Regions from separate parts of the Mus musculus genome. Here all the other regions are linked to region 3. A link is a contact called in public Hi-C, HiCAR-type and Micro-C data. All regions are on one chromosome and are shown on one strand. Each heading gives the region's core, a stretch centred on a gene start, on an enhancer-like site or on the middle of the called end of the contact. The rest is flanking DNA. Distances are from core to core; before and after follow the strand shown.

Region 1 (4,351 bases), core at 1,067-3,566, 530 kb before region 3:
GTAGAACTCCTCCACACCTGGAGACGGGGCTTCCCCGATGACGTTCCAGTTCTTTCCTGCTTCCAGAGCTGCACACAACCTCAGGATGAGCTGAATGGAGTCAGATGGTTACTGTGTGTGTTATCGAAGCCCCGGCTGGGTTCTCAAGTCTCGTTATTACCAGTGGAAAGGAATGGTACCTAACGCTAAAGGAATTATCCTTAACATTAACAATTACCACTTATTAAGCATTTTCTATATATGCTCTACAAATTCATTTATCCTTACTTTTCCCCTGAGAAATTTTGTCTCATTTTTGGCAAGGACGGATTCAGAAAACTAGCTTGCTCAATTTCCTAGGTAGCAGAAGAGGGATTCAAATCTTAGCCTTTCCCTCCCCAAAGCCAAGGCTCCTAAAGGAATGTTGGTAGAATCAGTCTTTTGGTCTAGATTAGAAATGAGACAAGTACCTAAATAAATAAATAAATAAATAAATAAATAAATAAATAAATAAGGTGGGTGACATCAGGGCAGTCCTATGCCATTCACTGGTAGCACAGATTGGTTCTGTGAAACTGGAAAGTTGCCAGAATCAAGTGAATAATATACTTGGCTCTACCTTTCCAATAGGGAGATCACAGACAATTCTAGTGAGAAAACCAAATATATATGTAGTTAGAAGCACTTCCTAAAATGACTGTTTCCTGTCTCCCTAAATTAGTTCCCAACAGAACTCATTTGATGATGCTAAGTCTATGGTGACAGAGATGATGCTCAGGGGTGAATGTCATCCTGCACCTTAATTTAAGCAAACTTGAGGAATGCAGTCTTCACCTTTTCCCTATGCCTTTTGCAATAGTACTGAGGCTGTGAACTCGGTAATGAGACTCATGTATAGCAGAGGAGGACTGCCTGGTCTGGCCTCAGTGGAAGAAGATGTGCGAGAGACTTGAGATTCCTGGGAGTGGGAAGACCTGGTGTGCGTGACATCCTCTTGGAGACAGGAGGGAGAAATGGGATGAGGAACTGTGGGAGGGGGGACCCAGAGGGAAGGGAGTGGCTGGATTGTAAAAAAAGATAAAAGTAATGTTTTTAAAAAACAAGAAATTACAGAAGCCACACAATTAAGGTTAGCTTAGGATAAGGATCTTTAAAGCTAAATGGTTACGCAAAAAGTATTTTACGGTTTATCAATAAAGTCGTTTCTTGTTAAATATATCTTAAAATTTAACCTGTTCCAAATGAATAAAAGGGTTGTAACTCCACACATTATGTAAGAAATGGGTCACATCGTAAGTATTTTTGGACATTTTCTCTTTGTAAAATCACTGAGTTGGGCCCAATGAGATTTAAATTATGTGGGTCTGGATTAAATTTTAATCTCAGCTTACCCCACACAGAAAATTTGGCACATCTAGTAAACAGTGATTTTCAAGTTTTTAACAACTGCCTCCGCAGTAAAACCCGTGGGAGAACTTTAAAGACTTGCAGACCACTGATCAAACCATGGCCTCAAATAAGCTTCACCAAGGAGTTCTCCAGGGAAAAAAGTTAATGCATGCATGCTCCTTAGGGGAACCACATTCTCCCATGCTGGGAGCCTGGGGAGGCCTGGGAAGGAGGGGTTCTGAGAAGGCCTGGGAGCGCAAAGCCTGGAGCAAGCGCAGAGCGCGGGCACCTCCGCAGCCTCCAGAGCGAACCTCGCTCCAGCCAGCACATCCCAGGACAGTGGGGCACACCACACCGCAAGGTCACCGCACCGAGGCGACTTTACATAATCTCCCGCCGCGCCGCCAAGCACCTGCGCGGCACCCTCCGTGCAGAGCCTGAGAGCTGCCGTGCAGGGACTAACTGCCTGGGAACCCGGTGGGCGGCGAACCGAGACAGCGGGGACAGAGAGCAGAGATGCCAGGGGAAGGGAACTGAGGTCTGAGTGCTAGAGTGGCAGGGACCACAGGGACTCGGAGTGGGAAGAGGAAGCAGGGATGCAGCGGCCAGGGAGGAGACTCGCGGAGCGAGCACCGATCGGAGACAGGGAGCCGGGTTATGGAGCCAGGCTGCCGCGCAGCGCCCCGCGGGGACCAGATCAGAACAGGGAGGGGTTGCAGGGGAGGACGCCGTCTGTCTGTCGGTCTGCGGGGCGGCCCATGGCGCACCTGCACGCGCCCTACCTGAGTGGCTTTGTGGAACTGCTTCTTCAGCCCTGCCACCGACATGATGGGATGCGGGAGGCTGCGCGGCCGGCAGATGCAGATGCAGATGCGGAGAGGCGGCTGGGGTCGCCGGGCCGCCGCTGGTCGTGCGACCGCGGGAGCTGCTGGCGCGGGGGCGCGGCGCGGGACGCGGGCTTGTGCGGAGAGACACCCTGACGTCAGGGCGGGTGATGCGGCCTCTTAAAGGGGACGCGGGAAGCCCCGCCCAGGGCGCAAGCCGAGGCAGGTGAGCGCGAGGAACCCCCGCACTGTGCGGGGGCGAAAGTCCCTCCACGGTCCGAAGCCTGGGCTGTCTTCAGCTGTGGGAGTCGTTCGTTCGTGGCCCTGGCAAAGGGATCACCGCCTTTGGGCAGTCTAGACTCAGGTGACCCAGCTCCCAGGTAGCCGCAGTGGTGCTGCCTGCGCACTGCCCTTGCCCTTTGAGCCTGGCCTCCCTGTGGTTGAAAAGCAGGGTGGCGGCTTATCTGGATCATGAATAAGTTATTGCTCATTTCATGCCCTGCCTTCCCGCATGATTGGCCACCGAAAACATTTCTCTGCCTCGATTTTAATATCCCTTAAGCTTGTTTCACCTTAGGGAAATCTATCAACTTTTTTTTTCCTGTTCTAGTACAACTTAACTACTTAAGATGAAGAGAGGTCCCTACAGTTTGACTGGGATACTGGAATGGAATTGATATGAGCTATAGCATATATTGATATGAGTAATAACATTTAATCTTCTATTTTCAAAAGAAAAAAAAAACGAATGCGAACTTGGCATTCACACAATTATCATGGACATTTTTTTCTTTCTTTTTTTTTTTCGTTCTAACATTTTTATATAATGAGGAAAGGAAAGGCAGTAAGTTATACAAACACCACATAGGGACAAAGGGTGGATGGGACTGGGTGAAGGGCCCAGAGCAGCACCAGAAATCTGTGCTCTTATGAGCAGCCACTTCAAGTTTGTCTTGTATGGAAGAGCTTGTGGGAGAGTCTCAGATGCAGGCCACACCTGCATGTGTGGATCAAAGTGATGAGCCGCCAAGAGGAGAGTAATTACGGAGAATGTGGAAAGAATCAACAGGACCTGGATTGGGTTCCTAGAAATACAGTTCCCCTCCCGCCCCCCCCCCCTCTACTGCCTGGTGTAAAGGAAGCCAGTAGACTTCTGCAGCTTGAGTAAAGATGAACGGAAGAGCAGGTGCAAGGGGATTCTAGACACGGGCTGGGTACCACTCACCCTTGCTACTGTGAATCACAGCACAACAGAATATCGGAGCAGTGAGCAGTGAGCATACCCTTCCAGTCTGCAAAGCAAAGCAAAAGGAAGGAAGGGGTCTGTAGTCTTGTGGTCCTTGCTGCTGCCCAGACCTTCCAATCTGTGGTACTTTCTAATTTCTAAACTACCGTGGAGGCATTGGGATAAACATTGGTTAGAGGATTTAGGCAGGAGGGACATGCTAATTCTTAATAATTCACCTTTTGGTATCAGGGCCACAGGGTTCGCTTCTCTCTGCCACAAATCTATGATGTGGTCTGAAATTTGCAACTTTGGTCTCAACACATGAAAGAAGTGAAATGGGGACCTGAAGAGGCTCCTCGGAAACTTTGAGCACTTGCCTTAACCTTAAAATCTTAAAGCAAAGCTAGTCCCCGCCTTTCCTTGTCTCTTTGACTACTTACCTTCATAGCGTATGCTGCTAAAGATCAGAGGAACCACGTTGGGTTCTGCATAGAAAACTTCAAAGCGCTTTGAACCTATTGCTCTCACCTAGGTCTCATCTAAGTCAGGGATTCTATTTAAGCCTCAACTGTTAGCTATGAAAACCTTTGGGGTGTTGCCCCAGAAGAGAGGTGTTGAGCAGCTACTTTTGGAAGGCATCAGAGAAAGGGGTGTGAGGGGATGGTGCAGGAAGATGCCCACACATGTAAATTGGCCCTTGAACCCCAAGGTCAGCCAGTCTCAACCCCCCTAATGCTGCAATCCTTTAATACAGTTCCTCGTGTTGTGGTGCCCCTAACCATAAAATTCTTTTCTTTGCTGCTTCATAACTGTAATTTTGCTACTGAGATGAATCATTATATAAATATCTGTGTTCTCTGATGGTCATAGGCAACCCCTGTGAAAGGGCCATTTGATCCCAAAAGGGGTGGCAACCTACAGGTTGAGAAGC
Region 2 (4,262 bases), core at 937-3,436, 750 kb after region 3:
TCATTAAAACTGCGACACTTTTGATCTTAGCCATTCTGACTGGTGTGAGGTGGAATCTCAGGGTTGTTTTGATTTGCATTTCCCTGATGATTAAGGATGTTGAACATTTTTTCAAGTGCTTCTCTGCCATTCGGTATTCCTCAGGTGAGAATTCTTTGTTCAGTTCTGAGCCCCATTTTTTAATGGGGTTATTTGATTTTCTGAAGTCCACCTTCTTGAGTTCTTTATATATGTTGGATATTAGTCCCCTATCTGATTTAGGATAGGTAAAGATCCTTTCCCAATCTGTTGGTGGTCTTTTTGTCTTATTGACGGTGTCTTTTGCCTTGCAGAAACTTTGGAGTTTCATTAGGTCCCATTTGTCGATTCTCGATCTTACAGCACAAGCCATTGCTGTTCTGTTCAGGAATTTTTCCCCTGTGCCCATATCTTCAAGGCTTTTCCCCACTTTCTCCTCTATAAGTTTCAGTGTCTCTGGTTTTATGTGAAGTTCCTTGATCCACTTAGATTTGACCTTAGTACAAGGAGATAAGTATGGATCGATTCGCATTCTTCTACACGATAACAACCAGTTGTGCCAGCACCAATTGTTGAAAATGCTGTCTTTCTTCCACTGGATGGTTTTAGCTCCCTTGTCGAAGATCAAGTGACCAGACAGCAGATGCTGGCGAGGATGTGGAGAAAGAGGAACACTCCTCCATTGTTGGTGGGAGTGCAGGCTTGTACAACCACTCTGGAAATCAGTCTGGCGGTTCCTCAGAAAACTGGACATAGTACTACCGGAGGATCCAGCAATACCTCTCCTGGGCATATATCCAGAAGATGCCCCAACAGGTAAGAAGGACACATGCTCCACTATGTTCATAGCAGCCTTATTTATAATAGCCAGAAGCTGGAAAGAACCTAGATGCCCCTCAACAGAGGAATGGATACAGAAAATGTGGTACATCTACACAATGGAGTACTACTCAGCTATTAAAAAGAATGAATTTATGAAATTCCTAGCCAAATGGATGGACCTGGAGGGCATCATCCTGAGTGAGGTAACACATTCACAAAGAAACTCACACAATATGTATTCACTGATAAGTGGATATTAGCCCCAAACCTAGGATACCCAAGATATAAGATATAATTTGCTAAACACATGAAACTCAAGGAGAATGAAGACTGAAGTGTGGACACTATGCCCCTCCTTAGATTTGGGAACAAAACACCCATGGAAGGAGTTACAGAGACGGAGTTTGGAGCTGAGATGAAAGGATGGACCATGTAGAGACTGCCATAGCCAGGGATCCACCCCATAATCAGCATCCAAACGCTGACACCATTGCATACACTAGCAAGATTTTATTGAAAGGACGCAGATGTAGCTGTCTCTTGTGAGACTATGCCGGGGCCCAGCAAACACAGAAGTGGATGCTCACAGTCAGCTAATGGATGGATCATAGGGCTCCCAATGGAGGTGCTAGAGAAAGTAGCCAAGGAGCTAAAGGGATCTGCAACCCTATAGGTGGAACAACATTATGAGCTAACCAGTACCCCGGAGCTCTTGACTCTAGCTGCATATATATCAAAAGATGGCCTAGTCGGCCATCACTGGAAAGAGAGGCCCATTGGACTTGCAAACTTTATATGCCCCAGTACAGGGGAATACCAGGGCCAAAAAGGGGGAGTGGGTGGGCAGGGGAGTGGGGGTGGGTGGATATGGGGGACTTTTGGTATAGCATTGGAAATGTAAATGAGTTAAATACCTAATAAAAAATGGAAAAAAAAAAAAAAAACTGCGACACTTTGATTTGACCCACCGACGCTTGCACAGAAAAAATATCCTCATGCAGAAGGCAGCAGTGGGATTAGAGAAGCTCATCCCAGGCAAATATTGTTGGTGGCTAAAAAGGCAAGAGTCTTTCTTTTCCTCAGTCTCAACAGAAACTGCTGCTCCAGGGTGTGTTTAGGGTACAGAAGTAGAGGGAGGCTTGTTAATTTTAAAGCCACATAGCATGTTTGGCTAAGACTGTGACTCCATTTGTGTATTTCAACCACGTAAAATACACCCTGGGATTTTGGACTGAGAAAAATAACCATATAAGGAGAAAACACGGCATTCCCTATAGCCGCTCTTGTAAAACACTCCATGATTTAACCCTCTGCTCGGACAGATCCAAGCTCCTGCACTTCACAACTGCAAACAATCAGATCCTTGGGAGGAACACTGCCTGTGACCTGCATCACTGGGCACAAAGATCACAAACAACCCCTGACAGGTCACATTCAGGGCAGCTTGACCGCCCGAAGCCCCGCAGACACTGGCTCTCTCAGCCACGGGCCATTCTGAAACAGGCACCAAGACAACTCGGAGGCCTCGTTAATTCTCTCCTTTAAGAACACAGGATTTGGGGTCTGTCTCCATCTTCTAGGTGACAGGTCATCAATCTACAGAATTCCTCCACGAGGGAGGTGCAGGAGGAGGAAAGGGGACTCCAGGAACAGCAGCCAAAGGCAGAATTGGGCCAACTGCTGGCTACCTCCAGCTCTGTACCCATGGTCTGCACGGACTGTGTGTGCCAACAGGGGTTCTGGGCTATGCAGAGGAAGGGTTGCAGAGCAAAGAGCTCACGGCTGCCTCTCGGGCCTGCTCTCTTTATCTTGGTTGTTACTCCCAACACTTCTGCTATACAATTCTCTTGATGGTGAGATGTTGAGGTTTCAAGAGGTTCTCAGAGGTACAAAGAGGTTTTGAGAGGGTCCAGTGTCCCTCACATGTATCAAATGACCTATGATTGGGAAAATATGGCAGATACCGCCCATTTCCTTCTGTCATCTAGTCTAATCTTTCTGATGGTAAAACGACTCTCTCACACACCCTCAGAAGTACATGCACACCCAAGAAGGAAGAAAATGGTGTCCAGCTGGAAATAGTACTTCCCAGTTCCCATGCTGCTCAGTGCCAGAGTGGCCAAGTGACCAATTTCCAAGCAGCGAAAGTGATGTGTGCACATTCTAGGTCAGATGTTATAAAAGAAAGTAGCCGTTTGTCCTTCCCTTGCACAGGCTGGATACAGATGTGAAAAGCACCCTCAGATAAGCACTCTGGGCTGATGGAGCAAAATGGAAGAAAGTCTGCTGGCTTTATGGAGCAGTGCCACCTACCTGCCAGGTGCCGCAGGCCTGCCAGGAAATGCTCTCCACAGAGGAATAAACAATCTCATCTCCAAGGTGGCATTTCTCAGTGTCTTCAGGACAGCAGTTTAGCCTGTGTCCTAACTAATGCATGTGACTTTCTGCTGTCTCAGCTAGGCACCAAATCTTAAGGCCGTGCTAGCTCACACTAATTTAAAAAGCAGAAGAGGGAAAAAAATCGTAGCTGAGTTACCTAAGAGTCAGCAGTATTCCCAGGCTCAGATCTCCCCTCCCTGAGTCCTGGATGGGTAAGAGTGAAGGTCACAGAGTCCAGCTCCCTCCCCCATAGAAGAGTGTCCTAACGAAAGTCTACTTTCACAGACCAAAGCCAGGAACGAGGGTTCCTGCCCCCTGCTGGAATCAGAAACACTTTGTAGGCAATTGCCATTGTCATTCATAAACTGACATTTTCAAAGTATCTTCCTCAATGATTTTTTTAAACGTGTTACCTCACTGAGGCTGAGATGTTAAAGCATGAAGCATGGTTGCAATCCGATACTTCTTCCCTTGATTCTGAACACTCTTTGTGCTATGATACAATTAGGTTGGTACAAAGTTAACTGTGGTTTTCCCATTGTTGAAATTTGTCATATGATACTGGGATAGGTTTATAGTAGATGTAGTTGTGTTATGTGTAGCTTTAAGGCACCTTTCTTGCTTTGTGTATTTGGCTAGTGGTTCATTACTTTGCTGTTTATTCTGTATTCATTTGATAGGATGGAAATGGTGTTAGACAAAAAAAGCAAATTTCAGCGATTCTCTCTTTCCAGTTCAAAACTGGTTGTAAAGCACAGAGGCAGTTCACCATGTCAACAATGCTTTTGGCCCAGGAATATCTCAGGAGCATGCAGTGCACTGGCTCAGAAGTCTTGACCAGAGAGGAGAGTCTTCAGGATATGAAATGCAAAGACTGACCAACTCAGAGCAGCCTTGAAGCTGACCCAACATGGACCATTAACTGCTCATTCAGCATTTTCAGCAAACTGGACAGAGGAAAAGGCTTGGTAATCGAGTGTCATGAGCAGACCCCAAAATAAAGTCACCATCTCTAACTCCTCTTTTAAGGAACATTTCTGGAT
Region 3 (4,264 bases), core at 1,586-4,085:
GAGGGCCTTGGGGACTGTTGGATGTCCCCAGTACGCACCCAGCGGATACCTGGGTACAATAGTGTCTCCTGTCTCCTTTCAAAGAATGGACTGTTTTGCCGTATTCCTATAGCACTTTGACACAATGGTGATAATGCTTCTGACATTCCTAGACCCATCCTTTGCCCTGACTAAGCTTATTCTTTAGCTGAAAAGTAGTAAGCATATAAGCAAAAACAAAACACAGCTTACACGAAGACAAGCACACAAAAGACAAAAGGAGAGGTAGAACGGATGGGGCAAGGAGGATTTTGCAGAGTAAACGAAGAGCTATCTTCTTTGACTCTTCAGGAGTAAAGTTGGAGATAAGGTGAAAGTGGGAAGAAAGGGACTCTGGACAGGGTAAGAGTTTAAGCAAAGAGAAGAGCCACCAAGGTCTAAGCCTAGAAAGCAGATGAGCAAATTAGAGCCAAAGAGAGTGGAGTCCAACAGAAGATTGAACAGCTGGATGGGGCACTGAGTCAGGTAGCTGCAAAGCATTAGGATATTGCAGGACACAGAGGACCCAAGGCTCTGGCCCTCCTCCTTCCTAATGCTTCAGCCCTCTAACACAGTGCCTGGTGGTGTGGTGACCCCCAACTACAAATTTATTTTTGTTGCTACTTCATACTTGTAATTTTGCTACCATTATGAATTGTAATGTAAATATCTGTGTTTTCTGGTAGTCCATAGGGTTCAAGACCCACAGGTTGAGGACCACTGACCTAAGTAAGATCTTGAGCCAGTTGTCAAAGTCACTGGAGACAAGACTATGGCTTCTGCCAATTCTGCCACCTTCTTAAAGGCTGCTCTTCAGTCCAGCCCAGACTCCATCTTTGTAATGACTGTTTAGAAAGGCAGGGGGACTTCGCTAGATACATCTGACCTCAGGTAGAGTGACTGCATGCTAACATCAAGAACAGTCAGTTCTGGAACCAATCAGAGGAATGTAAATTACAGGTTGCTTGATGTAGAAAAAAAAAGTAGCGTGGCACATGTAGGTGTGCAGCCAGAAACACACTGTGTGGATACAACTGTTTGGCAACTTGCTGGACTGTCACTTAAAAGCAGTTAAGTGTATGAATGGGTTTGTGTGGGTAATGACTCTGAAATTAGCTGCTAGCTTTTCCCAATCTTTTCGTGATGCAGGGAAACACACTGAAACTTGGCTTCTTTCTGGAAGCTGCTTGTGAGGCTCCTAGGACCTCAGAATGAACATTTGGTCACCATTATCTCTCGGGTAATCAGTTGCTACAGAATGACGTCATAGTTCTGCTTAGAGAACAAGAGAATATGCTCCACACCTTAATCAAATCATTTGACGATGAGCCTACTTTGATAACATGCATTTAAACATATTGGATAACGGTTAGATACCTAACCCGTAATTTGTCCCACAGCAACTGTCACTCATTAGAAAATTTAAGAGATAAACATGTGCCTAAAGTCTATAGTGTTTCCTGCATAGAATCGACAGATTCTGAAGTGACTACCAATCTGCTTTGCATGGGCCTAGGAGGAGTCAGGAATTTGAACCCAACTAGTACAAGGAACTGCAGGTGCTGGTGGCCCTAATGTTTAAAAAAAAAAGAAAAAAAAAAAAAGGCTGGATCCACGTGGATAAGCTAACTCACATTCTCAGGCCAGCTGTTGCTACTTGGGATCTAGTCAGCCATGGATCCTGAAAAAAAAATTAAGCTTAACCATTGTGAATATACATTAAACTTATGACGGTGTGTGTATGTGTGTGAGTGTGTCCTAAATTCCAAGTCTACATATTTTCGGAGGAATTTAATTCTGACCTCTGAATGAAATTATGAGGCTTCTCCCTCTGCTTGGGGAAAGAGAGAATGGAAGGAGGGACGAGTTACTCTTTTCAGGAAGAAACAGTAATCAAACCTGTTTTCAGCCAACCAAATCTTCCGCAGGATTCTCTGATTTCTTAGAGCTCAAGAGTGTGCTAGAAACCTGTGCTTTCCTCCCGAGACAGATAAGCAAAAAGTTTGCTCTAGCGATGATAAATCTGCACGAGGCGGAGACGGTTTTGGCACACGGTGTACATTAGAAAGATGAGGATGATTAAGTCTCCCCCCTCCCCCCCGAATCTTGCAGCCCGACTGTGTTTTGCTTCCATTTAAGAAGTGTCCTTCAACCGCTGGCGGCTGCGTGCCGAGCCTGCCGCCGGCAACCCGTGTCTTAAAGCAGGGCAACTCGGGTCGTCTGAGTGTCACCCCACACGTGTGACTGGTGTCCGTCGCGGGCGCCCGCTAGGGTGGCAGTCTCCTTCCTCTCCCCCGCCAGCTGCAGCTCCAGGCCCAGACCTAGAAGGGGAAGGAAGCCCTGGCCGCAAGCCGCCGTCTGGGCCGGCACCAAAGCCGCCGCTCCCAGAAACTTTTCGCCCCTAGCTGTGCGCAACTTTCTGCCCCGGGTCCCCGGGCGCGTCACGGTCCCCGGGCTTCCCCTGCCTTCACTCCGGCGCCGCCCAAGGCAGACCAGAGCCGGGCCGAGCAGACCGAGAGTGGGAGAAGCCCGGAGCGGAGGCGCTGCGCCGCAGTCGGAATAAAGTTCGCGCCCGGTGCTCGGCGGCGGCTCGCAGCCTTCCCTCTCCCCTCCCGGCTCCTCGCATTTTTCCCCCTTGTTGACAGCTGGGCGCTGGCCGCCACCTCCACTTCCACGCCCGCACCCCCCGGGGGGCGCCAAAGTTGTTTTTCCATCCACGGAAGAGGGGGTGTGTGTCTAGCGAGGTGGGGGTGGGGGAGGGCTAGACATCCTCCCCGAAGCCCCTAGAAAAGCTTGAGGACAACAACAAAACAGGCGGCGAACACCCTAGTCCGGACAGTTGCGCCGGGAGCAGAAACTTGTGCCGGCGCGGCCACCGGTCCCCCCCGCGCCGCCGCGCGCACCCCGCCTCGCCAGCAGCCCCCCTCCCGGACAGTCCGTTCCCTTTTTTTCTTTTCTCCCTCTGCCCGGGGAGGAGCGGGACAACTCGGAGCGCCGGCTCGAGGGAGCGAGCGCGACCCTGGGCGCGGGTGTAAATCAGTCACCTGAGCGCCGAGGGGCCGCGGCGAGGGCGCGCGCGGGCGGGTGGGGAGTGGCGCGGGCGGCGAGCGCGGCCCGGAGCGGCCGGGCGGGGGAGGGAGCAGGCCGAGCGGCGAGCTGAGGCGGCCGAGGGGCTGGTCCAGGCGCGGCCGCTAAGAGGAGACCAAGAGGCGGGGGCTGCACTTGACAACCAGCATGCCGAGATGGTAAGAAGTTTCCACCTCCTCTCCGCTTGCGTCTGCACTTGGTAGGGACAGACCCGGGCGGGACGCCCCGGGGCCGCGGCGGGCCGCGTTCTCCTCTAGCGCCGCGGCGTGAGGAGGCGGGCAGCCGGCGGCGCTCCCGAAATCCACCCCCCACTCCCCCAACTTGGCCCCAAGTTCTCGAGGCGGCTGCGGGAGGGCGAGCGGGCGGGCAGGCGGACGGGAGCGAGGGCTCCCCGCGCCTTAGGTGAGCGGCGGCCAGTCGGGGACTCTGGGGACCGGGGAGCCCTCGGGGAGGGCGCGGGACACGGGGACCCGGGATGCACGGGGCTGCCGGGACCCGCGGCAACTTTCCCAACTTGCCGGCCTGTTGAGAGCCCTGAGCGGCGGCTGGGCATGGGTGCCGGGGCGCGGCCCGCGGCCCGCGTGGGGACCGCAGCGATGCCCGCGCGGCTGCGGAGGACGCGGACGCGGCCAGTCAAATCCCGCTAGACAGACACGTGTGTGCTTTCCCGAAGTGCGGTTCTGAAGCAGCCGGCCCACTGCGCTTACACGCCGACTGGACGGTGGGATTTGAGACCTGAAAGGGGGGCAGAATTTAAAAACATATATATATATATACAGTAGTGGTGGAGCTCAGGACAAAACTAGACGGAATCTCCCGTGGGATGAGGCGAAGATTAAAACAAAACAAAACTTGTAAGTGCCAAGTGGTGGTGGAAAAGGGATGGCACAGCGCAGGGGGACTCCAGCCCAGTCCCTGGAAGGGACGGCTTCTCTGCAGCGAGGAAGCAGGCAATTAGTTCACCCAGTGATGAGCCTCACTGTCTGCTTTCGGGAAGTCATTTGTTAGAAATGGGGCTTGACCACTCTTTTTTTCTTGGAGTTCCCTACCACCCAGTGTCGCTGTTGTTAGCCCCACTTGGGGGCTCTGATACAAAGTGGGCCCTATGTACATGGGATGTATAAGAAACGGGGTGATAGCAGGTTGACATTTTTTTTTC
Region 4 (4,313 bases), core at 1,774-4,273, 840 kb after region 3:
GAAAAGTAAAAGCATCCATAATCCCATATCAGAAAATAATATAATAAGTTACTCTGTGTGTATATTACATTTTAACCTGCTAGGAAAAATAGAATATTTTAAAGAATTTGAGGATTTTGAAAAAAAAAGTCCAGAAAACATAAATATGTGAAACCATGGTATTTAAAAAAAAAAAAAAGATTACTACAGAGCAAAAGTATTATACAACCACAAAAAAATTGAGTAAGATACCTACATAGGAAGAAATATACTTATCCTTCAAAACACTTTTATTCTTATACTTGCTTAAAGAAAAAATGTCATATTACCAAGAAAAGTCAAAACCAATAAAGATATGCATAATTTTAATCAGAACAATCTATCATACCCAGTGTTACTTAATAAGACACCTTTTCAAAGTGAATCCCAAGACACCAGAAAGGTTTAGCAGAGCTATATTGAAATAATCATTTTTATTGTGAGGAAAATAAATCTATACTGCATACAATCTATATGGCACATTTTCCACCAAATCCATTATTTTCAACTAGAATTCCAAAGAACTAAATGATGGACTGAAGACCCCAACCTTCACTGCCCTTTATCTTAGTGGGGGCATCGTTCTCATCTGTGTCAGGCAAACACTGAGAATAAAGGGATAACCAAAAGAATGAGCCGCGTTCAGCTTCTATCAAAGGATGCCCTAAGCCAAAGTTCTGCAAAAACGAAGACAGCTATTTCTTCGCAATTTCTCCGAGAACACAGAACCATAAGAACAAACGCAAGAAATTTGAAACTTCAAACCAGCCTAACATGGAAGGATACACCTTGAATTCCTCTTGCATAAAAGCAGCTTCAAAAGAGAAGGAGGAAGCCCTTTTGTTCTAGGTAAAAGATCATAACTGCAGGGCTAGAGAATGTGCCAGGCTCTATACACAGCCGCTTCATGCTGAAAGGGGGGAAATTAGCTGGGGGGTTTTTAGACACGGAAAGCTATAAAACTTTTATTCAGATTTAAATGCACTTGTCCCTTAAATGACAATGTGACCTTGTCGTGCCTGATGTTTTCTCTCTGTTGCATCTCCTGAATTTTTTTTCAGAAAGAATATCTAGTCATATCTTTAGGGTATGGGTTGTATGCAAATGGTCAGTAGCTCTGGCCTAGACTCTGTCATCTTGGGCATATTGTATACCCTCTCTTTTTCCTTTGTAAGTTTTATAAATTTCTTTTACAAGTTTTATAAATTTACTTTATAAGTTTGACATGAAGATTAACTCAAATGATAGATGAACTAAAGACAGATGTAGAGCATGCCTCCAAAAAAATCTGGTAGTTTGAAGATGTTCTGGGTTGTTATTGGATACTTACAAGACGACTGATTTCAACTCTGTCTTGAATCAGGAGTCCAACACTTTCTTTCAAAACACACATATTACCTATATGCTCATCCACTTCTACCAAACACTACCTATGTATGAACTCCTACTACAACTTGAACAAATGCTGAGTTAGCTCGCTCATCATTCACTGAAAAGGATTTTCAAGGAAAAGTTCTCATGAGATGATTATGAGACTTAATGCCTTTTGTACTTCCTGTCATGCTTCTGCCTTCAGTGCACTGCTTTCTTTTAATTACTGACTTTTTTCAACTGTTGTTCTGTGATATTGTCATTCATGTCACATAAGAGTAAGTTTTCATGTCCAATAGTGAAAGAAATTGGAATGACCTCAAATACATAGCTATTCACGGTATCTGCATCAATTGTATTGAAAAGGCCAGAGCACCAGAGCCATCAAATAATTACAACCTCTAGCTCCCCTGCAGGTGGAAACAGACAGGTCTAATCAGCCTTCTCACCATGGAAAAATACTTAGGCGATATTAAAATATTAAAAAACCATTTAATGAGGTCCGTTTCCTTCCAAAAGTAAACTGAGTTTGGGTCTGAACACGCTTCAGGCAAGGGACGCTTCCACCATAACATTTTAAAAACTAGCCATTATTTCCCATGCTGAAAAAAAAAATTGCAATTTTATTTCCTAACAGCAAATGAAACTGTCAGGAAAATTTAGGTGTAATAAAGTTGGGTGGTTAAACCAACATGCTAGAATTAAAATAAAACTGAATTAAAGGAGTTAAAAGTAATTCTTGTGTCAGTTGCCCCTCAAAAATACTACTCAGGACTTACTGGTTTGAACAAATGGAGTTTCCTTGTTCTTGATAGAGTCATTAATGGTGATACAAATGAAATTGTGTGTTGAACAATACGTTGATTAAAATGTACTGCTTTTGGCAACTTTTCCACCTAAATAAAAAGTTGTCAGGCAGGGTGAGTTTAGTGGCACAGAGTTTTAAAATGGTGGATTCAGTCCAAGGTTAGCTAATAGCAGCTGACATGCCCTGGAATCTTGCGGCCTAAATCAACATTGTTTTCACAGCTGTAATTAAGCCACCTAATCAGAAGCACATTTTGACGGGACAGTTTCTGGAAGCCAGACATTACAATTTCTTATGCCTGGAGCGCAGTGGTTCAGGAGAGGTCCGTATTTAATTTTGAGTTTAAAAAAAAAAAAGGGGTGGAGGGCAGTAAAATACGAAAGACCACTGAGATGAAGCAGGTCTGTGTGCTCCTGCCTTGACCAGCCTCGCAGCCCGCCCCCAACTCTCCGCTGAGTCCCCCCCCCCACTCTTAAGTGGCAGCTGTACACAGTGAGATGAAGGGCCATTGCCAAGATCAACAGATGAGCTGGTCTGAACTGGCTCTCTGTGTGTTCTGATTGTAAATTGTGCTGGTGATGATTAGAGAACTCCAGCACAGGATGTCGACTCTTAAGCTCGTCCAGAGAAAATCATTCTTTTTTTTTTTTTTAAAGTTCAGGAAAAATTTTTTAACTTTTTTGTGGCTTGGTGCATAGTGTTGTGTCTATTACTTTCACATGATTCAAGTGAATTCACCCAAATTAAGCAGCTCTGTTATTAAAAGAGAGTGTGGCTTGGCTCAGGGCAGGGACCTTCATCTTGGTGTGTCTATACCACAGTGCTGTGGAGAATGTTCTTGCAGTGGTGGCAGCCATGTGAATCTGCCACCTGCCAACAGATCATACTACTAAGAGGAAGACAATTCAGGATGCCAGAGTCACATACCATTAAGTGGCTGTGCTGGTAACATTAACGCAAATAAATTGCCAGCTTGTTTTCTACAGCGCTATTATATTCTATAACATTTAAACTTTCAACCCCAGAGGCCATTGTAAAACTATCAATATGAAAGCCCTAGTCACTGGAGTCTGATTACATTTAGTTCTGCATTTTAATTACATATGGATTCCATTAACTAAACCTTGTGCCTTATAGGCAACATTGTAATCAAATTACTATAATTTTCAAATACGTTACAATAGTTTGACAAGTTAAAAGTTCACATTCCTAACATATTAAATATCAAAAAAACTGTGCATTAAAAAGGGAAATATTTCTTACAAGTATACTAATCCATTCCCCAATTACTTTGGGGACTTTTTGACTACCTAGTTATAAGTTATATTGTAAGGTTTATATACCTCGTATGCTTTTGTGAGTGGTTCCTTGGTGCAGAATATAACCAAATTTAGAAACATTCATTTCATCAATATAAGTGAAGCAGGAACAACATAAAGCATAGAATTCAGAATTCTAAATTGTTATTTATAGCTCAAATAAAAGAATTTTAGAGTTGTGCAGGAATTCAACTTTCATTTCATTTAGAGTCTTCATTCTATAGCCAGGAAAACCAAGACCCATGGAGACTGTGCGGTTTACTTCCCAAAGCTTTGAGATGAGTCAGATGGCAAACTTTCTCTAGAACCCAAATTTCCTGTGTTTCTCTGTCATGTGATTTTGCAGTGTGCCATCCTGTATAAGAGGGGTGATGCCATGCCAGACAAGAACTCATGAAAAAAATTAATGTGTTAAAACACACCCAACCTAGAATTCACAGATTATCCATTTTAAATCATCAGGTACATCTGCAATTTTGTATAGCCATCCCATTTCAGAAAGTTTCCTCATCTCACAGAAACCCCACACCCATTCAGCACTCACTCACCTCCAATGGTCTCCTCCTGCAAACTGTCAACCATTAATCTGAGTCTTTATGGGTTTGCTAGCTTGGGACATTCCATATAAATGGAATCATACATGTGTGGCTTCTTGAAGAAGACTAACTGGTCTGCTCTGGTGTGTCTGGTCTTTTGTGCATATTGCAACATGGATCAACATTTCGTGGCACCTTGGGCTCTGAGAGATGGCTCAGCAGTTAAGAGCACTTACTGCTCATGCAGAGAACCTGGATTCA
Region 5 (4,237 bases), core at 1,607-4,106, 700 kb after region 3:
TAGTTTGAGTCTTACCTCCTTTCCTTTGACACACAATGAATTCACAGATGTTTTTCTAATGTGAGCAAATGACCCATTTTGAATCTGTCTCCCTACCTTTGTCTGCCTTCGTGGTGCACCCAGAATTTACGTTATAAACCCTAGATTTACTGTTTGTCTTCTCTATGGCTCTGCCAATGGATTTCAAATGGAAAAAAAAAATGTTCCAAACATCTTATTGCCAGACCATAGGTGCCCTGCTGTTTCCAGCTGCCCCTCCAGCCCCCTCTGCCACCCACAGCCATGAATGCCCTCCACATTCGCTAATGGTGTCCTCTCTGTCCACAAGTCTTACTTCCCTGCCCCTTACTGCATTTCTTGTCTTCCCGAGTCCAAGCTTCTTACTCTCAATAGCCCAGTGTGGCTCAGCCACGGCAAGGGATACAGCACTGTTCCAATGCACACACCTATTGGGGAGCATGCGCTTAGGAGCACAGCAAGGTGAGCCATTGTTAACCAGGCCATTCCCCTCGCCTCCCTCTCAGGTGTCTGCTCCATGTCACACCCTGTTATATGAACTCAGTATAGGAAGCAGACATCCTAAAGACGTGCTGACCAATTGGAAGAGGCAGGCCACACACTTGCTGCTATGGTTCCCAATTGGCTTGCCACTGAGAATACACAGAGATGTAAATCTTTGCAAGTTCTTTCTAACGTGAGATCGCTAGGGTCACATTAGCAGGTACACCTTTCAAGGAAGGACCAAGTAGCCACCTATGGACACAGTGGCCAAAATCAGAGAGGAAATCAGGGTATTCTGGTAAATGCTGTTCTTTCTCCTACCTGAATTGGATAGAGCAGGGTGGATAGATGCAGGGAGCTGGAAGCACTGTCCCTCAGTCATCTACCTACCCCACTTATCTCCCTGGCGCTCCTGGGAAACTCCATACAGGATGCACAATTCAAAGTTTTGAGGGAAAAAACAACATCAAGGGGTCCAGTCCACCAGAGTGCTGAGTCTACCAGGTCATCGGAAGGACCACAATGGAAGGTGAGGGATGGGAGCGGGGGGGGGGGGGGTGTCGCATTACAATGCTGGTTGGGTTCTGTATATTTGATTTTCATCAAAGAATTCTAACAAAGCCATTTTTCTTTCACCTTTGCAGGTCCAATGTCTGAGATGAGAAAATGGCCGTGTCGCTTGCGACCGATGTGTGTTGTGTCTGGTTCCTGCGGTTTCTTCTCCTGCTTTGAACACGAAACCCTTCATAGCTCTGAGATGGAAAGCAGAGCAGGCTTTTGTCAGCGAGGCCATTCGTCACGTTCCCGAGAGGGGACTGTGGACTCCCGCAGCCTTGGGCTCTGCCAGCACACAGACCACCCATGTCGTGGAGCTGGGAAAGCCACCAGGCAGGCAATGCATAACAGGGCCAACTGGGCACTAAGCTCTCAGCTCTCAGTCCTTCCAGCCCTGGGGACTCAGGTCTGAAGACTGCCAGAGAGACTTGATCTCACCTAGTGGCTGAGGTCTCTGGTAGGGTAAATCTTGAAGAAGAATTGGGTGGTGACTAAATTTGTTTAATAGTTCAGCATGAATGGAGCTTCTTAGATCTGCCCCAGAGCAGAGCTCAATGAGGAAATGACTTTACTGCTCTGGTAAAAATTGTTTGGCTACGTTTAAGTTCAATTCTTTTCTTTCTTCTTCTTTTTTTTTTTTCTGTTCTGCAGAAAGCTAGCTGTAAAAACAAGAGAGAGAGAGAGAGAGAGGGAGAGAGAGAGAGAGAGAGAGAGAGAGAGAGCGCTCTGATAGGCAGCAAAGAACTTCTGTTAGCAAATGTCTACACCCGCTGAGTAGGGGGAGCATGAGAGGAAGCCATGTACAAGTGTGCTGTAGAAAGAATTCCCACACAGCTGTGTCTGGCATCCCAGTGACTTAGCAACTGCTTGTCTCACCCGGAGTCTCAGTGAAAGTACAGTGGGGTTTTACCTGGATTTTCAGAGAGTGGAGCCGGGAGTCTGCATTTACAACAAGGTTCTTGGGTTCCTGGCCAAACCCACTTGAAAACTAGGCTATGACAGAGAGGTCAGTTTTAGTAGTCAACGTCCCAGACACTGTCCCTCCAGCGGAGCCCAGGACGGTATTACTGGGTAGAAGATGCTGGCAGTCCTGGAATACATTCCAGGACTGATTAGAAGTGACAGGAAAGAATTCTGTTGTTGCAAAGGTATATCAAGAGCAAAGGCAATGAGCATAGAACACAAGTCTTTTGAGTCTTTTTTTTTTTAATGCTTGGTGTAAATGTGAAAATGGACCACTTAGACCTGGAATCAGAGCGCAGGGCAGAGTAGGAACTGATTGTAACTGGCCTCAGTGAGGAACAAGCTGAGCCTACAGACTCTATTTAAAATCTTGTTCCCTCTGGTGTCTCCGTTTATTTTTTATAGAAAGTGATGACTAATTCACATTGTAATGTCCATAAAGATGTCACAGAGAACAGAACCCGTCCTTGATCCCTCTCAGCTTAACCTCCCTATCTTTTGTTTTAGAAAAGAGCATCCGTCTCCCCACCATTCACACAGGATGCGTGTCTGCTGCTTAGGAAGAAACAGCATCAGCCAGGCCTTCCTCTTCACCTGCAGACACGGTCCTCAGCTCCCTTGAACCTTTTAGCCCTTCAGTGTATTCTGGAATGGCTGCAAACAGTCCCAAGTCTCTGGTCCCCTCTGACTGCCCCTAGTCAAGCACGTGTCCAGCCAGACTTGGGCAAGGGACCGGCTGCATTGCCAGTTGACCCAGGGCAGTTGCTGCTTCGTCAGCACCCACACTGGACGGCCACTCCTGAGTCAGGTTTCCCAACTTCATGACTTCAGCATGTGTGGCCAAAGGGACTAAGCAGTCATGCTCTTACAACATCTGGCATGCTCTACTCCTGGGCCTCAGTGTGCACACTTTGTAAGGAAAAAAAAATCCTAATAATCTCATTCCTTTCCCATTGGGTGGAATGGGGAAGTTTCCATGGGAGGAAAGGATGCTGAAAAAAATGGCTGTTATCTCTTCCTGTACATCATCTGAATTTGAAATCTAGTGATGAAGATGTATTCGGTGGAGGAGGATCCTGGGAGGAGGGGGCATTCCCAAAACTACTCACACTATCTGTACATGATTTACTTGCATACAGGCAGTAGAGGACAGGGTCATCCCAGCTGTGGCCAGTCTCTCATGCTTGCAGGCAGTATGGGAGCTGGGGGTTGTCACCAGCTCTGGGCAAACTTCCATGAGCGGGGAATATAAGGAAAGTGGAGAGAAATTACACAATTACAAGGATAAAAATGGGGGACCAGAGGTTGAGAAAATGATTAAAAAAAAAGAGAGAGGGGCTAAAAGGAGAAAAAGAATGAGAAGTCAGATAAACTATTTAAAATTATTTCTCTATTGCCAGGATCATCTCTCTTTTACATTTAAAAGAAAAATATTTTTCTCCATTGTCTTAATCATCTAGAAGTAATTTACTGCCCCAAATACCTGGGGACTGTTGCTTGGTTTATGAGTGAGTTCCCGCCTTTACACAAGTACAGACCTTTCGAGCTTAGCCAGCTCAGGACCACTTAATGGGAATTTTAAGGCTTGCTCTCTTACAAAACAATTTAGGGGGCAGAAAGAAAATAAAGCAGCTCTCTCCTCATTTTCCACTTCTCTCCTTTTAAACTAATTTTTAAATTTTTATCTTACTTTGTGTGTATGTGTATTTTACATGCACGCACGTGCATGCATTCCTGCATGTATCATGTGCGTGTGTGTGCAAGTGCTATGTTCATGCCTAGTGCCCTCAGAGGTCAGAAGAGGGTGTTAGATCTTATAAAACTGGAGTTAACACACAGTTGTAAGCCTCCATGTAGTTACTAGGAATCAAACCCCAGTCCTCTGGAAGAGTAGCCAGTCCTCCTAACTATTGAGAAATGGACCCAGCTTCCCCCTCCACCCCGAATACGACTTTATAAGCATAAACATAAGGACCTTGCAGTCAGTACTCACAGTCATATGGTCAATCTATTTCTATCCTGACCTCATGTGTTCTTCCTTGTCAAAGCGTTCGGCATGTGGTAAGGATGAGAAAATGTTTCAAAAGATATACACAGAACATCATGGTCAGCTGAAGACTCTGTGCCAAAGCCACCTCCTGCTCTAGTCTGTGTCACATGGGAGGATCTTGAAGTCACATTTACCACAAGTATCTCGGTGTGGTGTGAGCCTGTCAGT
Region 6 (4,381 bases), core at 1,351-3,850, 570 kb after region 3:
GATGCTCAGTGTTGGGGGCTGAGTTGGGATAGGGACTCCTCAGCAACCGAAGGCCTCTCTCTTGCTCTTAGTGTCCTTGCTGGGGTGGGTGGTCAAGGGTTTCTTACTCCTTGGAGGCCATGTAGGCCATGAGGTCCACCACCCTGTTGCTGTAGCCGTATTCATTGTCATACCAGGAAATGAGCTTGACAAAGTTGTCATTGAGAGCAATGCCAGCCCTGGCATCGAAGGTGGAAGAGTGGGAGTTGCTGTTGAAGTCGCAGGAGACAACCTGGTCCTCAGTGTAGCCCAAGATGCCCTTCAGTGGGCCCTCAGATGCCTGCTTCACCACCTTCTTGATGTCATCATACTTGGCAGGTTTCTCCAGGCGGCACGTCAGGTCCACAATGGACACATTAGGGGTAGGAACATGGAAGGCCATGCCAGTGAGCTTCCCGTTCAGCTCTGGGATGACCTTGCCCACAGCCTTGGCAGCACCAGTGGATGCAGGGATGATGTTCTGGGCAGCCCCACGGCCATCACACCTCAGCTTTCCAGAGGGGCCATCCACAGTCTTCTGGGTGGCAGTGATGGCATGGACTGTGGTCATGAGCCCTTCCACAATGCCAAAGTTATCATGGATGACCTTGGCCAGGGGGGCTAAGCAGTTGGTGGTGCAGGATGCATTGCTGACAATCTTGAGTGAGTTGTCATATTTCTCATGGTTCACAACCATCACAAATATGAGGGCATCAGCAGAAGGGGCGGAGATGATGACCCTTTGGGCTCCACCCTTCAAGTGGGCCCCGGCCTTCTCCATGGTGGTGAAGACACCGGTAGACTCCACGACACACTCAGCACCGACCTCACTTCATTTGATGTTAGCGGGGTCTCGCTCCTGGAAGATGGTGATGGGCTTCCCATTGATGACAAGCTTCCCATTCTCGGCCTTGACTGTGCCGTCGAATTTGCCGTGGGTGGAGTCATACTGGAACATGGAGACCATGCAGTTGAGGTCAATGAAGGGGTCATTGATGGCAACAATGTCCACTTTGCCATGTGGAGAGCAGATGGCAGCCCTGGTGACCAGGCGCCCAATACGGCCAAATCTGTTCACACCGACCTTCACCATTTTGTCTATGGGAAGAGGCTGGCACTGCACAAGAAGATGCGGCTGTCTCTGGAACAGGGAGGAGCCCCATAATTTCAAAATGGCAACAAAGAGGATGCAAAGGCCACAGAGGTTAGGGTGTCTGTGTACATCCCATTGCTCAGAGCCAAGCTCCATGGTCAAACCCCAGCAAGGAATGAAAAAGGTTGGAGAAGTAATTTCCCATTTTATAGAGTTTTAACAGTTCAGCATGGTGACACTCACAGCCAAAATGGAGGACACCCTAGGACACGAAAAGCAATGCTTGGGGAGTTGGCAGCAGCAGTGTCTGCCACAAAAGAGTGACACAAAGGACCAGAAACAGAAAGGGGGAAGACATTTTGTGTCATCCTCTATCCGTAACTAAGGGCAGAAGGAGGAGCAGACAAGGGAGATGGAGATGCTGTATGAAACAGGAAGATCATCCAGGTCTCTGGCCCAGGCACCGACCTTCATTCAGCTAGAGGCAGAGGGTGTGCTAGCCAGCAAGGACAAGAGGCTGTGCTTAGTGTCATGGCCACATTTCTACCCACTGCAAAAGACTGCTTCCTTCTGGGGCTGTCAGCATGACTTTGAGCTCTGTGTTCAGTTCTGGCCAGCGTGACCATTAGTGGGTCGATACTATCAAGGACACCCACTCTATCCTACGACAGGCACCACTATCCTCAATTTTAGTTCCCACTGTAATTGTGTGGTAGTTTTCCCAGGTATGGGGTCTAGAGATGGGATCTGAAACAAGAGAAACAAAAAACCTTAATTCATAAAACACACACACACACACACACACACACACACTTCATTTTTCCCCCTAAGACTCTTAAAAACTCGGAAATGTGTATTTTCATTCTGGAAACATGTGGTTTCTTCTCTGGCTTGTACTTCTGTTAAATGCTATTGCACAGAGGGCTGGTGTCAGGTCCCTGAGATGTTATCCCTCTAGTCAAGGACTTCAGTATCAGAGCCCACTTTGTCCTCAGGTGCTACAGATCAGCCATTTCCTTCAAATGTTCGCAGGGCCACCGTGGGACTTGGGTCATTCCTCCAGACTCCCTGTTCCTCTGACGTGGACCATAACTGGAAAAATGATAAGAAATGGGAAAGTAAAGGCAGTCGCTGGCTCACAAACAACCTTCCACACACTTGAAAAAGTCCTCGGGGTCTCGCAGGCAGAAAATCAAGTCCCGCAACATCAGTAGATGTCGGGGTTCTGGAGGGAGACAACTCATGTAATTTCCATCTCTTGAAACATTTAAGAAGTGTCTGATCAAAGGAGGAGAAAATTAACCACAGTGTATGAAGCTGGCAGGGGGACGGGCAAGATGACCTAATTTGCCTTTTTCATTACTAATTTCAGTAGAAGTCTTCTCTGGGAATTCCACCCTGAGATGCTGAGGCAGGAGCCCTCCCTGGGAGCCTGGACAGAGGAGAGTGACATCCAGGAGTCCTATCTCTGAGGCCTCTTTCTTTGCACCCTTTGGGTTTTGCCTGGAAGTAAATTCTCCTCAGCTAGATACACCGAGCCTTTCTTATCTACATAATAACTGCGGAGAAATTCTCCCTTTGGGTTTCAAAGGACGTGAGTTTGGTCTATCAAAGTTGGGACTACGCAATGAATTCATTACTTGCTGAAATAAAAATCAACACAAATATATCTTTGCTTTAAGAAGGGGGGAAAAAACACAACCCTCCAGCACTTAGTTGTTTTACCAATCTCTGGATTCAATTAATTTTTAACATGGGAGTAAAGTCCCTTGTATTTTTTTTTTCTCCTTTCAAGCCAGACATTTATTTTTAACAAGGGATGAAATCATCTGAGAGCAAAACGGGACATCTGTTACTTTATATCTGTTTATTTTAAGAACTTAAATCTGAGTTTGATTTCACACAATTTTGACATTGTTGCTTCATTAATAATCCTTACGTAATTGCGACCTCCGAGTGAGCCCCAAGATTGCAGCATTCACTTCTCGTTAGCATAGACCGATAGGAAAGCCAGAGTCACCAGGGGAAGGGGGAGGCATTCGCGTTCGAAGCTGGCCCACAGGCTGATGTGAGCAACAGTGGCAAATCACCTGTGGAAGGGAGCATCGTGGGCCTCTGCTGGGGCCCAGAATGAGGCCGCAAGAGACTGGAGTCTGACACTAACATCAGCAGTGTCATATTTTACAGGGATTCTTGAGTGGCCAGAGGGACATCAGGTTACAGATAGAGCACATGCAACTAACACATATGTGTACGTAGGTACTACTTCATCTATCTGGTTAGCTCACCTCCCTCTCAAGGACACTAAAGTGTTGTACTGGGAGGCAGAACTATAGGCAGATGGCAGTGTGGAAGGGGTGCATGACTTTCAGAGAAGGGGCTCTAGGACCAGTATGAGCAGAAGAAGGGTTTGGCCTAGTCCTAATGGCTGAGAGCAGAGGGATAGGGGGCTCAGAGAGGAAAATTTGCAATAAGTGTGTGTGGGGGGGGGGCAGTGAGATGGCTTAGTGGATAAAGGAGCTGGTGAGTGGATCTGATGGCCTGCTTTCAATCACTGGGTCTCTGACTCCCACATGCTGTGTCCTCTGACTGTCACAAGAGCACACTGGCACAAGTGTGCCCACACACACATAAGTAAATTAAGCAAATGAATAAATGATGCGGTAGAATGTTAAAATTAATTTACTTGATTCATTAATAGACAAGGCAGATAATGAGCACGATGCTCAGCGTGATGTGTATTAATGGCAGGCCATCTCCTTATGAAAGAGAAGAGACTAGGGTGCTATGGCCGGGGATGGCAGATGGCTCTGTCTGAAGGTGTGAATGTAAGCTGAGCTCTGAAGATTGGGAAGAAACTGAAAATGGGAGAGACGGGGGGCGGGGGGGGGGGAGAAGAAAGGGCAGAGAGACAGAGAGACAGAGAGGTACACACACACACACAGAGACAGAGAGTGCTTGAACTGGAACAACCATCATCCTGGAGAGGTGTACTGGAGGGTGTAGAGATCTGCTCCTTTTAAGAGTGGCTGGAGACTTGTGGAAAAGAAACAGACTAGAAGAAAGAGGAGGGAGAGGATGAAGAAAGAGATGAGATGCATCCCCAGGGTTTGTAGGCCAATGGGCCCCATTTGGACCTAATCGTCTTCACAAGGACTAGGAAAGGACATAAACGGCTTGGTTTATATCCTATAAACAACCAGGCTGGTTATGATGGGGATGGATTACAAAAGGGGACAAGTGGTAAATCAGGGAATGAATTTTGTAGGC

What was found. Hi-C and Micro-C count contacts between places; a contact is called where the count stands out from the background. HiCAR-type assays count read pairs that join an accessible place to other places.
Region 1: a contact with region 3 is called in a Micro-C map of embryonic stem cells, with 3 times the contacts expected there. The contact joins the promoter of Sh3gl2 here to the promoter of Bnc2 in region 3. A contact is called at or near these places in 2 of 39 promoter capture datasets (liver and pre-B cells), 2 of 484 Hi-C or Micro-C datasets (both in embryonic stem cells) and 1 of 9 other capture datasets (liver).
Region 2: a Hi-C map of uterus shows a contact between it and region 3, with 4 times the contacts expected there. The contact joins the enhancer-like site here to the promoter of Bnc2 in region 3. A contact is called at or near these places in 11 of 39 promoter capture datasets (the 3T3-L1 cell line, 3T3-L1-derived adipocytes, embryonic stem cells and 6 more), 12 of 484 Hi-C or Micro-C datasets (the 3T3-L1 cell line, adipose-derived mesenchymal stem cells, embryonic fibroblasts and 4 more) and 5 of 115 datasets of contacts at active chromatin or transcription factors (astrocytes, embryonic stem cells and forebrain).
Region 4: a Hi-C map of uterus shows a contact between it and region 3, with 4 times the contacts expected there. The contact joins the enhancer-like site here to the promoter of Bnc2 in region 3. A contact is called at or near these places in 6 of 39 promoter capture datasets (the C10 cell line, cranial neural crest, frontonasal cranial neural crest and 3 more), 1 of 484 Hi-C or Micro-C datasets (uterus), 3 of 115 datasets of contacts at active chromatin or transcription factors (astrocytes, craniofacial prominence and fibro-adipogenic progenitors) and 2 of 9 other capture datasets (adipose tissue and macrophages).
Region 5: a contact with region 3 is called in a Hi-C map of myocytes, with 2.7 times the contacts expected there. The contact joins the enhancer-like site here to the promoter of Bnc2 in region 3. A contact is called at or near these places in 3 of 39 promoter capture datasets (the 3T3-L1 cell line, embryonic stem cells and liver), 2 of 484 Hi-C or Micro-C datasets (myocytes and palatal mesenchyme), 2 of 115 datasets of contacts at active chromatin or transcription factors (astrocytes and fibro-adipogenic progenitors) and 1 of 9 other capture datasets (adipose tissue).
Region 6: a contact with region 3 is called in a HiCAR-type map of kidney, with 5 times the contacts expected there. The contact joins the enhancer-like site here to the promoter of Bnc2 in region 3. A contact is called at or near these places in 11 of 39 promoter capture datasets (the 3T3-L1 cell line, the SN4741 cell line, embryonic stem cells and 5 more), 1 of 484 Hi-C or Micro-C datasets (uterus), 7 of 115 datasets of contacts at active chromatin or transcription factors (the NIH/3T3 cell line, embryonic hindbrain, embryonic midbrain and 3 more) and 3 of 9 other capture datasets (adipose tissue, embryonic stem cells and macrophages).

Annotation. Positions count from the first base shown.
Region 1 is chr4:85,203,421-85,207,771 of GRCm38.p6, reverse strand. It overlaps Sh3gl2 (SH3-domain GRB2-like 2), which reads right to left and starts at 2,316. Exons shown (of 9, transcript NM_019535.2): 1 at 2,151-2,316. The coding sequence starts at 2,195.
Region 2 is chr4:83,924,520-83,928,781 of GRCm38.p6, reverse strand. No RefSeq gene overlaps it. Among named protein-coding and RNA genes, the nearest start is that of Gm11415, 38 kb to the right of the region's middle. Within about 2 kb of position 2,186, at least 15 of the 459 cell types and tissues checked have an H3K27ac peak or open chromatin away from gene starts, as enhancers often do. A contact at or near this core is called in uterus, where this site is marked.
Region 3 is chr4:84,673,974-84,678,237 of GRCm38.p6, reverse strand. It overlaps Bnc2 (basonuclin 2), which reads left to right and starts at 2,835. Exons shown (of 7, transcript NM_001369083.1): 1 at 2,835-3,263. The coding sequence starts at 3,261.
Region 4 is chr4:83,829,806-83,834,118 of GRCm38.p6, reverse strand. The region is part of intron 25 of Ccdc171 (coiled-coil domain containing 171); the gene reads right to left. The region is part of intron 2 of Gm42309 (a long non-coding RNA gene); the gene reads left to right. Among named protein-coding and RNA genes, the nearest start is that of Gm42309, 10 kb to the left of the region's middle. Within about 2 kb of position 3,023, at least 55 of the 459 cell types and tissues checked have an H3K27ac peak or open chromatin away from gene starts, as enhancers often do. A contact at or near this core is called in craniofacial prominence, fibro-adipogenic progenitors, second pharyngeal arch cranial neural crest and 1 more, where this site is marked.
Region 5 is chr4:83,973,375-83,977,611 of GRCm38.p6, reverse strand. No RefSeq gene overlaps it. Among named protein-coding and RNA genes, the nearest start is that of 6030471H07Rik, 69 kb to the left of the region's middle. Within about 2 kb of position 2,856, at least 28 of the 459 cell types and tissues checked have an H3K27ac peak or open chromatin away from gene starts, as enhancers often do. A contact at or near this core is called in fibro-adipogenic progenitors and myocytes, where this site is marked.
Region 6 is chr4:84,101,625-84,106,005 of GRCm38.p6, reverse strand. It overlaps the pseudogene Gm12416. Among named protein-coding and RNA genes, the nearest start is that of Gm42310, 6.5 kb to the left of the region's middle. Within about 2 kb of position 2,600, at least 8 of the 459 cell types and tissues checked have an H3K27ac peak or open chromatin away from gene starts, as enhancers often do. A contact at or near this core is called in kidney, liver and uterus, where this site is marked.